Linked DNA regions of Canis lupus: region 1 is linked to region 2. The links are chromatin contacts, called in public Hi-C maps. All regions are on one chromosome and are shown on one strand. Each heading gives the region's core, a stretch centred on a gene start, on an enhancer-like site or on the middle of the called end of the contact. The rest is flanking DNA. Distances are from core to core; before and after follow the strand shown. Region 1 overlaps NOX5 (NADPH oxidase 5). Region 2 holds the start of SPESP1 (sperm equatorial segment protein 1).

Region 1 (7,824 bases), core at 995-3,494, 84 kb after region 2:
ATCACACCTTTGGTCCCTCATGTGCATGTAAGGTCACATGGCCAGACGTGGGTACCCAGCTCTGACCTCTCAGGACAACATGGAAGAGCAAATTCTGCTACAAGCTGGAGAACAAAAGGGAAATTCCTTCACCACCAACCCATGTACAATTTGCCTCTGGATAATTGAGGCTCTAGGCACCTAGCTCCTTACAGATTAATCAAGCAAATGTTCTCTTCTGTGCAGATGGTCTTGGAAGCTCAGTACTTAGAAAGGAGGCTGTAGATTCTGGAGAAAGGCATGCACTAAGATTCTCCATGTTTGGGCAGGAGTTTATCTCTGCTGAGCAGGACAGTAGGGAGCCACGCAACGTTTCTGAGCCAAGGATGACATTGTGTACTTTGACTGCCTGGTCTATACCCCAAAAGGGACTTGGTTGGCAGAAAACCGGAGGTGGGCGCATAGGGAAGGTTCACCACCGCACGCAAAGGCTGGGCACGGCAGGGGGGGATCTGCAGGTACAGAGTGGGGCCCAGCACACGTCCTCACTCGGCTGCATCCCCACTTGGGACAGGCAGCGGCTCCATCGACGCGGACGAGCTGCGCACCGTGCTGCGGTCGTGCATGCGCGAGAGCGCCATCTCGCTGCCCGACGAGAAGCTGGACCAGCTGACGCTGGCGCTCTTCGAGTCGGCCGACAAGGACTGCAACGGCGCCATCACCTTCGACGAGCTTGCGGGACGAGCTGCAGCGCTTCCCCGGGGTCATGGAGAACCTGACCATCAGGTGCGGCTCTGCGTCCCGCGTGGGTACCGCCCGCGTGCAGGTGCCGCTCCAGCTGCGCAGGCTGGTCTGAACGCTCGGGGATCCCTCAGCCCAGCCCCGCCCCTCCGCAGCCTGCCTGGCCCCGCCCCGCCCCACCCCGCCCCGCAACAGCCCGCCTAGCCCCGCCCCTCCGCAGCCTGCCCGGCCCCGCCCATCCCGCATGGCCCCGCCCATTCCCACCCCTCCTGTCCTGCTTGGCCCCGCCCAGCCCCGCAGCAGCCTGCCTGGACCCGCCCACCTCCCCGCCTATCCTGATTGGCCCCGCCCAGCCTCGCCCCTCCGCAGCCGGCCCGGCCCCGCCCACCAGCCCCCTCCTGTCCTGCTTGGCCCCGCCCAGCCCCGCCCCGCAGCAGCCTGCCTGGCCCCGCCCCCTCCCCGCCTATCCGGATTGGCCCCGCCCAGCCCAGCCCCTCCGCAGCCTGCCTGGCCCCGCCCACCCAGCCCCTCCGCGTTGCTCAGCCCCGCCAAAGCCCCTGCCTCGCCCTCCCCGCCCAGCCCTGCCCCTCTTCATCCTGCCTGGCTCCGCCCACCAGCCCCTCCTATCCGATTGGCCCCGCCCAGCCCCGCCCCGCTGTAGCCTGCCTGGCCCCGCCCACCCAGCCCCTCCGCGTCCTGCTCAGCCCCGCCCAGCCCCGCCCCGCAGCAGCCTGCCTGGCTCCGCCCACCAGCCCCTCCTATCCTGATTGGCCCCGCCCAGCCCCGCCCCTCCGCAGCCGGCCCGGCCCCGCCCACCAGCCCCCTCCCGTCCTGCTTGGCCCCGCCCAGCCCCGCCCCGCAGCAGCCTGCCTGGCCCCGCCCCCTCCCCGCCTATCCGGATTGGCCCCGCCCAGCCCCGCCCCTCCGCAGCCTGCCTGGCCCCGCCCACCCAGCCCCTCCGCGTTGCTCAGCCCCGCCAAACCCCCTGCCTCGCCCTCCCCGCCCAGCCCTGCCCCTCTTCATCCTGCCTGGCTCCGCCCACCAGCCCCTCCTATCCGATTGGCCCCGCCCAGCCCCGCCCCGCTGTAGCCTGCCTGGCCCCGCCCACCCAGCCCCTCCGCGTCCTGCTCAGCCCCGCCAAAACCCCTGCCTCGCCCTCCCCGCCCAGCCCCGCCCCGCAGCAGCCTGCCTGGACCCGCCCCCCTCCCCGCCTATCTTGATTGGCCCCGCCCATCCCCGCCCCGCTGTAGCCTGCCTGGCCCCGCCCACCCAGCCCCTCCGCGTCCAGCTCAGCCCCGCCCAGCCCCGCCCCGCAGCCGCCTGCCCTGCCCGGCAGCATCCTGCCTGCCCAGGTCCATCCAGCCTGACCCGCTTTCTCAGAGGGGACAAAGGTCTGTAGTGCGGGGCAACTGTTGTCAAGCCTCCGTTTTCAGTGTCTTTTCAGAATCAACTTCACAGTGTTAAGCACCCACTATTGGCTGGGCATTTTTACGAATAGACCCGTGCATTTTATAGCAACGCCCAAAAGGAAATTAGTCACGTCACCTGAAGGAGCTTATCTAGGATCACACAAATAATTAGCAAAGGCACACACTTATTCAACGTGGTCGGGCAGGCACGGCTGATTTATAGGTAATGTCTATAATGCCGATAAGCAGACGCATAAACTAGAGGGGCACTAAACAGGTAAGGGCTGCGGAAAAAATAAAATAGAGGGTAACAACACACCTAAGTTTGACTCCAAGCCCTCGCGGTTGATTCTTTCGGTGTGTTAACTCACTTGTGGGTTATCCACCACAACATATCTCAGATTCTTCCATTCTTTCTTTCTTTTTTTTTTTTTTAGATTTTATTTTTTTTAATTTTTATTTATTTATGATAGTCACACACAGAGAGAGAGAGAGAGAGAGAGAGAGGCAGAGACACAGGCAGAGGGAGAAGCAGGCTCCATGCACCGGGAGCCCGACGTGGGACTCGATCCCGGGTCTCCAGGATCGCGCCCTGGGCCAAAGGCAGGCGCTAAACCGCTGCGCCACCCAGGGATCCCTCTTTGTTTTTTTTTAAGATTTTATTTATTTATTCAAGACAGACACACAGAGAGAGAGAGAGGGGCAGAGACACAGGCAGAGGGAGAAGCAGGCTCCATGCAGGGAGCCCGATGCGGGACTCGATCCCGGGTCTCCGGGGTCACGCCCTGGGTCGAAGGCGGCGCTAAACCGCTGGGCCTTGGGGGCTGCCCTCTTCCATCCTTTCGGATCACTCCCCCCCCTCCTCGGTTGGCAAGTAAAGGAGGTAATAAGAACGGCGGCGGATGCAGCGTCAGACAGGTGGGAGTTCCATCTCGGCCTTGCCGAGCTGTGTGACCCTGGGCCAGTGGCTTGGCCTCTCTGTTCCCGGGTGTACCGGGAAGCCGGCCGGCTTGCCACGAGGCCCCGGAGAGTGGGTGGAAGGCAGCGGGCGTGGGGTGCCTCGGTGCCCCCGGGGCCCGTTCCCCTCCGCAGCTGCCCTGAGCACAGCCGGTCCCTTGCAGCGCTGCCCACTGGCTGACGCCCCCCGCCGCCCCGCGCCGCCCGCGCGCTCTGACCTGGGCCTACTGGCACAACCACCGCAGCCACCTGCTCTGCCTGGCGGCCTTCGCGGGCCTCCACCTGCTGCTCTTCGCGCTGGCGGCCAGCGAGCACCGGGCCCGGGGCGCCAGCGTCATGGTGGCCAAGGGCTGCGGCCAGTGCCTCAACCTCGACGGCAGCTTCATCGCGGTAGGACTCCGCGGGCAGGATGCCCAGAGGTGGCCGGGGTGGGGTGGGGAGAGTGGGGATGCTGATGTAGGTTCCTCAGGGCTGCAGGGACCCACACGTGGACTCCTGGAGCACCAGGGCGGGAGGGCGCCTCGGAAGGTCAACACTCGGTGGACACTGAGGCCCAGAGAGGGGCAGTGACTTGTCCGTGGTCACACAGCCTGTAAAACACAGCAGGCATTTTTGTGCAATTACTATGGACATTCAGGGGGGGTGCTAAGCCCTTCCCATCTGATGTTCACAACATCCTGCGGTGACCCCAGGGGGAGATGGGCAGCTTCTGTGCAGGGCGCCCAGCAGATGGAGTCCGGGATAAGAGCCCTTGAGTGACAGGCTAATCCGAATATGATGCTCTGGGCCAGGGAGCGAGGTCTCCAAGCATCTTTTGATTGTGTGCTCCTATAATTAAAACAGCGAAAAACCCTTCCAATGACACAACATATTTCCTTCGGATGATGTGCATGCCCTATTATCAGTAGCCGTCAGACGCGGGGCACGCGGTAACTATCAGGAAAGAATCATCCTTAATGATCAGGGATGTACATCTCTAGTCCACATACTCTTCTTGATAATGTCAGCCTCTTGTGTGGGTTTTATTTTTATCCTCAGACCTGGCTACATACCAAGGGTTAGAGACCCATGACTCATTTGCTTGGTCACTTGAGTTATTAACACTGCTTTGAATCAGCGCTTCCTCTGCAGGGAAACTCTTTGAGCTACTTGTCCTTTCTGCGAGAGGCAGTTTAGCTTGGCTAAAATCAGACAACGAAAAAAAAAATAAAAAAATAAAATAAAATAAAATCAGACAACGTCATCACCAAGTCCACATATCTGGGCTCACATATGTTAAAGCAAATGAGCAAGGAGGGCCTTGGAAAAACCCGGTGTTCCTCCAGGACACCTCGAGAACTAGACATAACAGGTGCTGGGCTGACGTACAGATATATGAGGGTCCACCCTGTGGACACAATGTGCTTCTCGTGGGTTTAGGTACAAGTAACACCTGCAGTCATCCTGTAACCTGTTCTCATCCTGCCACAGTTCCCGGAGACTGTGCTTTGGACACCCTCAGCTCTGGACTTAGGGGAGCAGGGAAGGCTTGGGGGGGCAGGGGAGCTGGTGAAGGGACCGGTTCAGGAAGCACAGCCAGCTCAGAGGGAGGCAGGGAGACAGCTGCTGGGGAAGGGGGAGTGGGGGGTTTGGGAGAGAGCCAGGGGGTCTCTCTGCTGCTGTGTCCTGCCAGGTGCTGATGCTCAGGCGCTGCCTGACATGGCTGCGGGCCACGTGGCTGGCTCAGGTCCTGCCGCTGGATCAGAACATCCAGTTCCACCAGTTCGTGGGCTATGTGGTGATTGTGCTCTCCCTTGTACACACCGTGGCCCACATCGTGAACTTCGGTGAGTGGCCTGGGGCTGCGGGAGGGGCCCTGGATGAGCCTTTCACAAACCCCCAGCCCTGGACACAGGGCACAGGCCCTGTGTGTCCTGCAGACCCGGTTGGGGGTGGGGGGAGCGGTATCCCGCCTAAGCCGGTGGTCTGGAGGGAAGTCCCTACCTGTGGGGGGAATCTGGTGGGGAGCCCTGGGGCCCTCAGAGGAAAGGCGGACAGGGAAGAGCTTGTCTTGCATTTGTCTCCAGCGCTCCAGGCTCAGGCCGAGGCCAGCCCCTTCCAGTTTTGGGAACTGCTGCTCACGACGAGGCCTGGCATTGGCTGGATCCACGGCTTGGCCTCCCCGACCGGTGTGGCACTACTGCTGCTACTGCTTCTCATGTTTGCCTGCTCCAGCTCCTGCATCAGAAGGAGCGGCCACTTTGAGGTGTCCATCCTTGCCCTTTGCTATCCCAGGCTGGGCTCCCATCATTTCATGCTGCATCCCCTCTCATTTACTGCAGAGCCCAGGAAGTGCCCGGGCTACTCTGCACATCACATGCCTGTGCCTTGGGTTCTGCCCTTGGGTTGTAGTGTATGTCTGCCGAGTGGAAGCTGTGTTGTTCTGGAAGACTCTGCCTTTTTGCTGGCGTGCCCACCCTCACCCCCTCCCCGCCCAGTTGGATTAAAGCTTCCTCATCTATCAAGTGAACCTATAATTCTCTACCTATGAAGTTATTTTAGGCATTAAATGAGATAACATATGCAAAGCCACTGACTATTCCCCTGGCACGCAGATGCTCCAGACACTTCCCCATGTGTAGTGTCCTCAAGATGCAGGAGGTCACAGATTTGGTTTGGAGCCCCCTGGACTGATCTGGTCACATCAGATAGTCGTTTTCAGAGCCCCAGCAGCAGTGCTTTGAGGGGAGAACCCGCATCCTTATTTGACCAACGAGAAGTCTGACACTCAGACCAGTGATTGCCCGGCCCACGCTCCTCCCACTTGCTCAGGCACTCAGACTCCGGCTCTGCCCTTTCTTCTCCATGCCCAGGAAATTACCGTCTTTCTTTTCTTGCTCCCCCCACCCACCCACCCAAAAGGGTCAGTGTGATGGGGACATTGATGCTCTTGAGCCCTTCAGCCAGGATATCCCTAGGCAGATGTTTCAGATGTTTGGTGCAAGCACCAGGAACCCTTCTATTATCCCGGGGCCAAGCCCCCAGAATAAAGAAGCACCAGAGCTTCCCATCCCCAGCCTCCTACCCAGCCCTGTCCCCAGGAGAGGGTGTTTGACCAAGGCTCTGTCTGGGTGCCGCCCTGGCTTTGAGGATGGCCCTGAGCCCTGGCCCTGTTCCACCCTCCCCCGTCTTGAGCTCTGCAAGCTTACTACTACCACTCCCCCCCCCCACCCACAGGTGTTCTACTGGACCCATCTGTCCTACCTTCCCATGTGGATTCTGCTCATTCTGCATGGGCCCAACTTCTGGAAGTGGCTGCTGGTCCCTGGCACCCTGTTCTTCCTAGAGAAGATCATCGGGCTAGCGGTGTCCCGCATGGCAGCCCTGTGCATCGTGGAAGTCAATCTGCTTCCCTCCAAGGTGCAAAGGGGAGCTGCAGGTGGTGGGGCGCAGCAGCTGGGTGCCCTGTTAGACCCCCAAGGAAGTAGGGACTAGTGTAGCCAAGCCCCTGTGCAGTGGAGGAGACAAGCAAAGCCCAGGATCTGGTCTAGCCTTCAGGGGTGATGCTTCAGGCGGAGGAATGACAGGATCCTGCTGCTCACGAAGCATATATGAAGAGCCTGTAAGTTGCCAGCCCTGTGCTAGGTGACGGAAACACAGAGACAGCTCAGGCACCGTCCTGCTTGGCCCTGGCATTATAGGGCAGGGCTGTGTTGTTGAGAGTAGAGCATCAGGTGGTACAAAACTATCCTTGAGAGGTCAGAGAGGGCTCCAGAAGGAGGAAGGAGATGCCCCAGCAGGGTTCTGAGAGACGAGCAGGGGTTCCTTGGCTAGACAAGACAAGGAAGGGTGCTGCTGGGAGAAGGAACAGCACCAGCAAAGGCACCGAGTTGTGGGAGGGTATACCGCATTTGGGGCCTGTGGGTAATTTGGCATAGCTGGAGCCAAGGTGCCAGGGAGAAGGTGTGGGTGGGGCCTGGGGGACCGAGGCTCCTTGCCCTACAGGCAACGGGGAGCCCCTGAGCAGGCTGGGAGAGGGTGCTATTAAGTGGGTTTGTGTTGCAGCTAGATTTCTGCAGTCACTATTTGGGAGGCTGCTGCACATGTGCAAATGAGAACTCGTGAGGGCCTTGACCTTGAAGGGGGCTGTGGAGTGGGGGTGGGGGCATATCACAGAAGGACTCAAGAGGTAACTGGCTACACTTGGGGGTGGGAGGTGTCTGAGTGACTGGGCCTTTTATGGAAAAAGGAAAGGCACTGCCAGGTGGGCTCACCTCTGGGCAGCTGAGCACGAGGACACGGATAGTGAGGTGCTTTATATCGAGCTCTGGCCTCAGCTAGCCGTGATTAGATTCACATCCCATGGTTTCCTAGCTGGCAGCCTTGAGCAAGCTCCTTAGCCATTCTGAGCCTTAGCTTCTCATCTGTAACGTGGAGAGAGAATGGCATCCGTCTCAGAGAATGGCTGTGAGGACCAGAGATCACACTTCCTTTTTTTTTTTTTTTTTTTTTAAGATTTTATTTATTAGACAGGGAGAGAACACAAGAGGGAGAGTGGGAGAGGGGACAGCAGGATCCCCGCTGAGCAGGGAACCAATGTGGGATTCCATCCCAGGACCCTGGGATCATGACCTGAGCTGAAGGCAGATGCTTAACCCATAGAGCCACCCAGGCGCCCGAGATCACACTTTCTGTGCTTCACACAGCTCTGCCAACAGTGAGTGCTCAGCATATTGAAGCCGTTCTCCCAGGGGAGGTG
Region 2 (7,092 bases), core at 2,740-5,239:
GCTTTAGATACACCCAAGGGGTATAAGGAAAGTTCTAGGTGGGGACAGAGAGGGAGAGTAAGAAGAGCTCTTTGCCTCACTGAAAAACAAAGTGAAACAGGTAAGAGGACAAGATACCATATTTAACATGGTTGGTCCTCAAAGATGATGACACCCAGTATTAATAAGTCTTTATAATTATGTAACTTTTTATTTTAGAGAGAGAGAGAGGGAAAGCATGCACGAGCAGGTGGGTCTGAGAGGGGCGGAGGGAGAGGATCTTAAGCAGGCTCCACATCCAGCAAGGAGCCTGATACAAGGCTTGATCTCATGACCCTGAGATCATGGCTTGAACCAAAATGGAACTGGGTGCTCAACCAACTGAGCCATACAGGCGCCCCTTAAGTCATTATATTATTGATGAGTATGGAAATTGATGCATTCCATTTGACAGCAATCTACAATTAGAAATTTATTGTCCAAGATTACTTGTAGGGATATATAGAGAAAAGAGTAGATGAGACCAGTGCCATTCCTTCATCTGGGCTTAAATAATGGCATCAGAGACACTTAAGAGCTGAGTTTCTTGAAATTGAAATTTGTGCTGGGACTTCTCTGCAGCTGAGAGACTTAGCTCCTTTTAGGATTCTGTAAAAGCCTACGTAAAAAATCCCAACCTTTTAATTTCCTTTGAACTCAAACATGCATTTATTGAACAACCTGTGAATGCAATGCTGGGCTGGGGAGGGTGCCCAGAGATAACTTAGATCTGCTTTTCTGACCTCAAAGATTTTGGTCTAGAGAGGACTGACTTGTAAAAATAAAACACAGTAATTAAATGGGAGGAAAGGCTATAATATAGCTTTGTGGAAATATGGGATAGGGAAAATAAAATATATTCTAATTGGAGGGATGAGGAAGGGGTAGGCTTCTAGCAGATGTGGCATTTGGGCCTTGAAACACAAGTGGATTTTAATAGGTCTGGGAGGCTCAGAGGAAGGACGGGTTGGTGTCTCTTCCTTTAGGTTGAAGAGCATGAACTGTTATGTTAGGCTTTATTGAGCACCAATAAGGTGCTGTGTGAAATGGAGAAGCATAAGAACCACCATTAAGGGATGATACAATATATCCCTGAGGAAAAAAATCATATAATATTAAATGATACTGTGTGATCAAGTATCAGAACAGTTACAGAGTCCAGAAGTGAAGCACAGATAAGGGCCAAATACAATTTTTTGGGTAGAAATTACTCGCTTTAAAAATATTTCAGTGGCTTAGTTGGTTAAATATCTGACTCTTGGACTTCAGCTCAGGTCATGATCTCAGAGTTGAGATTGAGCCTGGCATTGAGCTCCACACTGGGCATGGAACCTGCTCAAGATTCTCTCTCTCTTTCCATCTCTCCCTCCTTCACCCTCTCTAAAAAAAATTTTTTTTCAATGAAATCAGCAGGAGAAAGCATGAAGGCATAAGATGCATATTACTTTTACCATTACTTCTCCAAGCTTCTAGATTTTGTAAAAAGTTTTTATTTTTCATTACATGAAAAATGCATAATACATAATACAATTTTGTTTGAAAAAATTCAAGGGATAAGAAAAAAATTAAGAGTAAAAAAGAAAAATTCTTCCTTCAAAATCTCCCCTTTTCCACCCAATCTCATTTCTTTCCTTAAGGTGACCACTGATACCTCAGTGATGGAATGAAAGGTAGTGGGACAAGGAAGCCCAGGGAGGGTAAGACCTCAGGTAATACCTCAAATATAACCCACTACGGTGGAAAGACCTCCACACAAACTGAATATACCTCATGAACACCATTTTAATACTTGCCCAGTATTCTTTTTCTTTTTTAAATTTTTTTTAATTTTACTTTTTTATTTGAGAGAGAGCACAAGCAGGGGGAGCAGCAGAGGGAGAAGCAGACTCCCTGCTGAGCAGGAAGCCTGATCTGGGGCTTGATCCCAGGACTCCAGGATAATGACCTGAGCTGAAGGTAGATGCTTAACCAAGCCACCCAGGCGCCTCTAGTTGCCCAATATTCTGACAATATTTTGGAACATTTATTTAGAAAAAAACTTTATACCATTCTCTTTTTTTTTTTTTTTTTTTTAATTATAGACGATGATCCATTCTGGCTATTTTCGGACATATACCCCACTACATTTATGTTATATCATTTACATCATAGTATGTATATTATGTTAAGGCTTTTGGCATATATTCCAAATTGCTTTTCAAATAGTTGTAAGTATTTATTCTAGACGGCTGCTAGCGCACTGGGAGGGCACACCCAAGACTCCTGCATCAACCTTGAAAAAACTGTCTGTACTAGCTGACACCATATCCTCAGCTCTTAATCATTCCTTGACTCATGTGGTCTGGCTTCTGCCCAAACCAGTCCACTGAAACTGCTTCTGTCAAGGATCCTGTTGCTAATGGAAGTTCTCTTGTTTGACTTCTCAGAGGCATGGGACAGCCTTAAACTCCTCTCCCACAAAGCTTCCATTCTCTCCTGCTTTTCCTCTCCCCACTTTACATCTCCTTTGCAAGTCCATCCTCCTCCTTCTGGCCTGCCATGTTTTCCAGGCATCTGACTAGGCCCAAGGGACTTCACCTCTCAAAGCTCTGCCCGGGCAATCCCACACATTCCCCCCTTCTAGATGCTGATGCCTCCTACATCTTCCTCTTCATCTCAGCTGTCTCTAGAGCCCCACATCTTTGGGCTCACTGGATAGGCTCCCTCAGTAGGAGGCCCCAAGCCCGTCTCAACAGAACTATGTTAAAAATAAACTTCTCCGGCAGCCCAGGCGGCTCAGCGGTTTAGCACCTGCCTTCAGCCCAGGGCCTGATCCTGGAGACCCGGGGTCGAGCCCCACATCAGGCTCCCTGCATGGAGCCTGCTTCTCCCTCTCTCTCTCTCTATGTCTCTCATGAATAAATAAATAAAATCTAAAAAAAACCAAAAAACTAAAAAACTAAACTCTTCCTCCATCACCCACAACTCCTGTATTCCCCGTCTCACACCACATGCAAGGCGCTCAAGCCAGAAAAATGAGCATGATCTCCTTCTCCCTCGGGGCTCACATTCAGACAATTTCCCAGTCTCTCAATCTCTTTTCCGCTGGCCCCATGTGCCCAGTCTCCGTCGTCAATTCCCGCCTGGAATCCTGGAACAATCTTCTCCCCTGGCTCCCCGCCTCTTCCTCCCGCTTCCTTCCCTCCCACCCATCCTCGACCCAGCAAGGAGACCCTTCTGAAATGCAAATCTCATCACACCTTTCCCCCAGCTTTAGACCTTGCAGGATCTCCCCCTTGCCGCAGCATAGAACCTATGCCCTTTTGCCTCCTGAAGCAGAGATACGGGTGCGCACGAACTTTCGGATATTCTCCTCTCGTGAAATTTATTCTCGGTGGTGTCGTTCTGTGCACTTTAACACCTGCGAAGAGTCTGAGGCCACAACTCTCTGCCGCTCCAAACCACACCCTCATCCTATCCTTTTATAGCCACGTTCTCCCCCATCCCTAAGCCCAGACAACCGCAGACCTATTCACCATAGCTTGTCTCCAGACTTTGTCTTTTAAAAAAGGAGGAGGGAGTAGGGAGGGGGGAGAACTTTGGAAAAAGCAAAACAAACCCAAGCCCCTGAACGCGGCTTTAATGCCTACGCAGCTCTCCTCCCTCCCCTCCAACACCTGCACCACCACCACCACCACCACTTCCCCCCGCCTTTGGCTGCAATTAGGCGGGACTATTTCCGGTTGTTGCGGGGAGCGTCCAGCTCTCCCCCGTGCGGGGAGCCTCCTCCCCGCGGTCTTTGGGGCGCGGGCGCCTCCTCCGTGCTCCCCAGCGCATCCCGGACCCCGCAGCTGCAGGACTCGCTCCCGCAGCTGGACGTTCGCAGCCGCGCGCGCCGCCGAGGTCGAGCGCGCATGCGCACCGCGGCGTGGGCGGAGCGTCGTGGCCCCGCCCCCCGCGCGCCGCTCGCGCTCCCCTCCCCCACCCTGGCTGCGCCTGCGCGCTGGGGGCAACCGTTGCAGGGCGCCGACGGCCCCGAGGCGGCGACGGTCGCCGCAGACGCCCCCTCGTTTCGGTGCTGAGGTACCCGGCCCGGCGGCCCAGGACGTTCCCGTCGCATGGCGGAGTGCTGCGGACGATGCCCATGAAGTCCTTGGTCCTCGTAGCAGCGCTGTTGCTCTGGCCTTCGTCCGTGCCGGCCTATCCGAGTGAGTGAGCGCCCGGCGGCGGCGGCGGCGGCGGCACAGGGGACGCCTCTGAGGGAAGCCCCGCCGCCCCCCGGGGCCCTACAAGGGGCGGGGCCCGGGCCTGACACGCGGGGTACCTGGAGCTGTGACCCCCCGTGACCCCTGCGGTTGACCTCTCGCCCCCTTTGGCCAGAGTCTCTGCACGTGGGACAAAACGGGGGGGCGGGGGGCTCTGCACGCTGCGAGCCGAGTGGTGGGTTTTTTTCTTTCTTTCTTTCTTTTTTTTTTTTTTTTTTACATTTTTAAAGGTGCACACAAAAATGTAATGCCTCCAGACACGTGGGAAACTTATGACATTTCCAGTTGACAGATAAAGTTTTATTGGGACACAGCCACGCTCGTTCCCTTCAGGACTTGCCCACGGCTGCTTTCCCGCGTGAACAGCCGCAGAATTAGGTCGCTGGCCCAGAGACAGACGGGGTGGCCTGCAAAGCCTCAAGAACTTGACCCTGTCTGACCTTTTACAGGAAAAAAAAAAAAAAAGAGGAGAAAAGAAAAAAACAAAAACAAAAACGGTCTGTCCTTACCCGCTGTGGTAAAACGTGGAGAGCGTGTGGATCGTGGTGCCTGTCGAGGGCACCCACCGACCCCGTTACCCCATTAGGCGCTCCTGCGGCTCCTCCTCCAGTGCACGCGGCATTCACAGCCTCATTCATTTAAGCGGAAGTGAAACTTTAATAAGAGGACTTGTTCCCGAAAACCAGTAAAGGTCAGAAATCAAAGCCGGCCGCGGCTACTCCGTTAACGTGCGGACGTGAGGCGGTGTTTTACGTGGAGTGTCCCGTACCTGTTGTTTCACGTAGGACTGACCCTGAGCCCAGAGGCTCGTCCGTCTAGTCCATGGTGACAATTTAGTAGCGTTGGGGTTGGTTTAACCGGAAAAAAGGTTTGACAGGTAGGTGTGAAAAAAGTACCAAGGAGCGTGCCGGTTAGGAAGCGCTGCGTTTCAGAATTTGTGAAAAGGTCTTGGTTAAAACTTAGATTTAAAAAATGAAAATAAAAAATAATAATAATAAAATAAAATAAATAAATAAATAAATAAATAAATAAATAAATAATGAAAATATGGGGGACCTGGGATCGAGTCCCACGTCGGGCTCCTTGCATGGATGGAGCCTGCTTCTCCCTCTGCCTGTGCCTCTGCCTCTCTCTCTCTCTCTCTCTGTGTCTCTCATGAATAAATAAATAAAATCTTTTATTAAAAATGAAAATGCAACACAACCTGCATCATTCCTGGTAGTGAGAAAAATTCTGGATAAAGTGTCCTAGAGAACCAAAGTTAGCCCTTTAAACACCAGCACTTAACGACTGTTAGATTGTTTTAGAGATGGCTTTGTAAAATGTTTCTTCTTTACCGTAAAGAAACAGACACCCCGAAGATGACACCTTTCTTGATGTCTGATGGTCGTTATTACTAACCTCAGTTATTGCATTTTTGGTAGCTGTAGATCAGTGAGTCACAACTGACTGACATGTATGGAGACTTTAGTTGAAGTGACATTGATACGGTCACAAGGGGCACCTGGGTGGTTCGGCCGTTGAGCATCTGCCTTTGGCTCAGGTGGTGATCCCGGGGTCCTGGGGTCCTGGGATCGAGTCTCGCATGGTCCCGCATCGGGCCCCCTGCATGGAGCCTGCTTTTCTGTCTGCCTGTTCTCTCTGCCTTTCTTTCTGCATCTCTCATGAATAAATAAATCTTTTTAAAAAAATTACTGTCACATAGTACACTCTGGGATTGCTGGATCCTCACTTGAGTCAGTGCAGTCTCCTGCCTAAGTGCATCATTTCATGGCCAATTCTTTTCTTTGTGCCCTCTTCCTTAAGCTTTCTTAAGGCTTGCAGGAAATTAAAAGATACTTCTCAGAAAAAAGGGCAGTTTTGTGTTAAATATGTAGATGACCCAAGACAGAAGGAAAATATATATACAGTTCATAGAACACATCTTGAAAATGTAATTTACTTCTTTTCCACAGAAGTGTATTAAGAGATATGTAGGGCAATGTTAGTATGGGTACTTTCTCTAATTCTTTTTTCTAAGTAATTTTATTTATTTATTGGAATAAGTACACCAAGAGAAACCAGGCTTATCCTTATGTTTGATTTAAATGAGATTTTTCTTGGGACGCCTGGGTGGCTCAGCAGTTGAGTGTCTGCCTTTAACCCAGGGTGTGATCCTGGAGACCTAAGATCGAGTCCCACGTAGGGCTCCCTGCATGGAGCCTGCTTCTCCCTCTGCCTGTGTCTCTGGCTGTCTCTCTTTGTGTCTCTCATGAATAATAAATAGAATCTTTTTCAAAAAAAGAGATTTTCCTTATGTTACATGGCCACTATTCCAACATTTGTTGGCAAAAGAATCATATAAAAAATGCTCCACATAGCTTTTTATAATGAAAACTGCAGCTTTGACTTTTTTTTCTAGCATGCTAAGCTTTAAGGTTATCTTATACAGAGATCATGGGTATTAAGTAATTATATTTGTTGAAAACCTCGGTACTTCTTTTAATTGTCCATACCTTTCTAATAAGCTCAACCCAAGTTTAGCTAGTACTGGCTTAATCTAAATTCAGTTGGATATGAATAAGGCTTGGGTATACAGCAGTCTACATTCCTGTACATGCATACACAGCCTGATGGTGCTGGATAAACACTCTTTTACTATATACTTAAGTTTATATACATTCAGTTAATTTTCTTATATCTGATTTTTCCATAGTTTTGGTTTTAAATATTTTCCAAATTTAAAAATGATACCTCTTTAATGTATATGCAGTGTATGACTTGCTTTACTTCTTTTTTTTTAAAGATTTTATTTATTTATTTGAGAGAGAGAGCAAATGCAAGTGGGGAT

What was found. A called contact is a pair of places that touch in the nucleus more often than the background predicts.
Region 1: a contact with region 2 is called in a Hi-C map of blood, with 6 times the contacts expected there. The contact joins the enhancer-like site here to the promoter of SPESP1 in region 2. A contact is called at or near these places in 4 of 9 Hi-C or Micro-C datasets (amygdala, blood and liver).

The regions. Positions count from the first base shown.
Region 1 is chr30:33,391,652-33,399,475 of UU_Cfam_GSD_1.0, forward strand. NOX5 (NADPH oxidase 5) reads left to right here. Exons shown (of 20, transcript XM_038580823.1): 5 at 226-432; 6 at 554-711; 7 at 713-765; 8 at 3,251-3,476; 9 at 4,759-4,912; 10 at 5,153-5,331; 11 at 6,303-6,485. Among named protein-coding and RNA genes, the nearest start is that of NOX5, 85 kb to the left of the region's middle. Within about 2 kb of position 2,245, at least 11 of the 20 cell types and tissues checked have an H3K27ac peak or open chromatin away from gene starts, as enhancers often do. A contact at or near this core is called in blood and liver, where this site is marked.
Region 2 is chr30:33,306,330-33,313,421 of UU_Cfam_GSD_1.0, forward strand. SPESP1 (sperm equatorial segment protein 1) reads left to right here and starts at 3,990. Exons shown (of 2, transcript XM_038580824.1): 1 at 3,990-4,205. The coding sequence starts at 4,136. NOX5 (NADPH oxidase 5) reads left to right here and starts at 4,065. Exons shown (of 20, transcript XM_038580823.1): 1 at 4,065-4,205.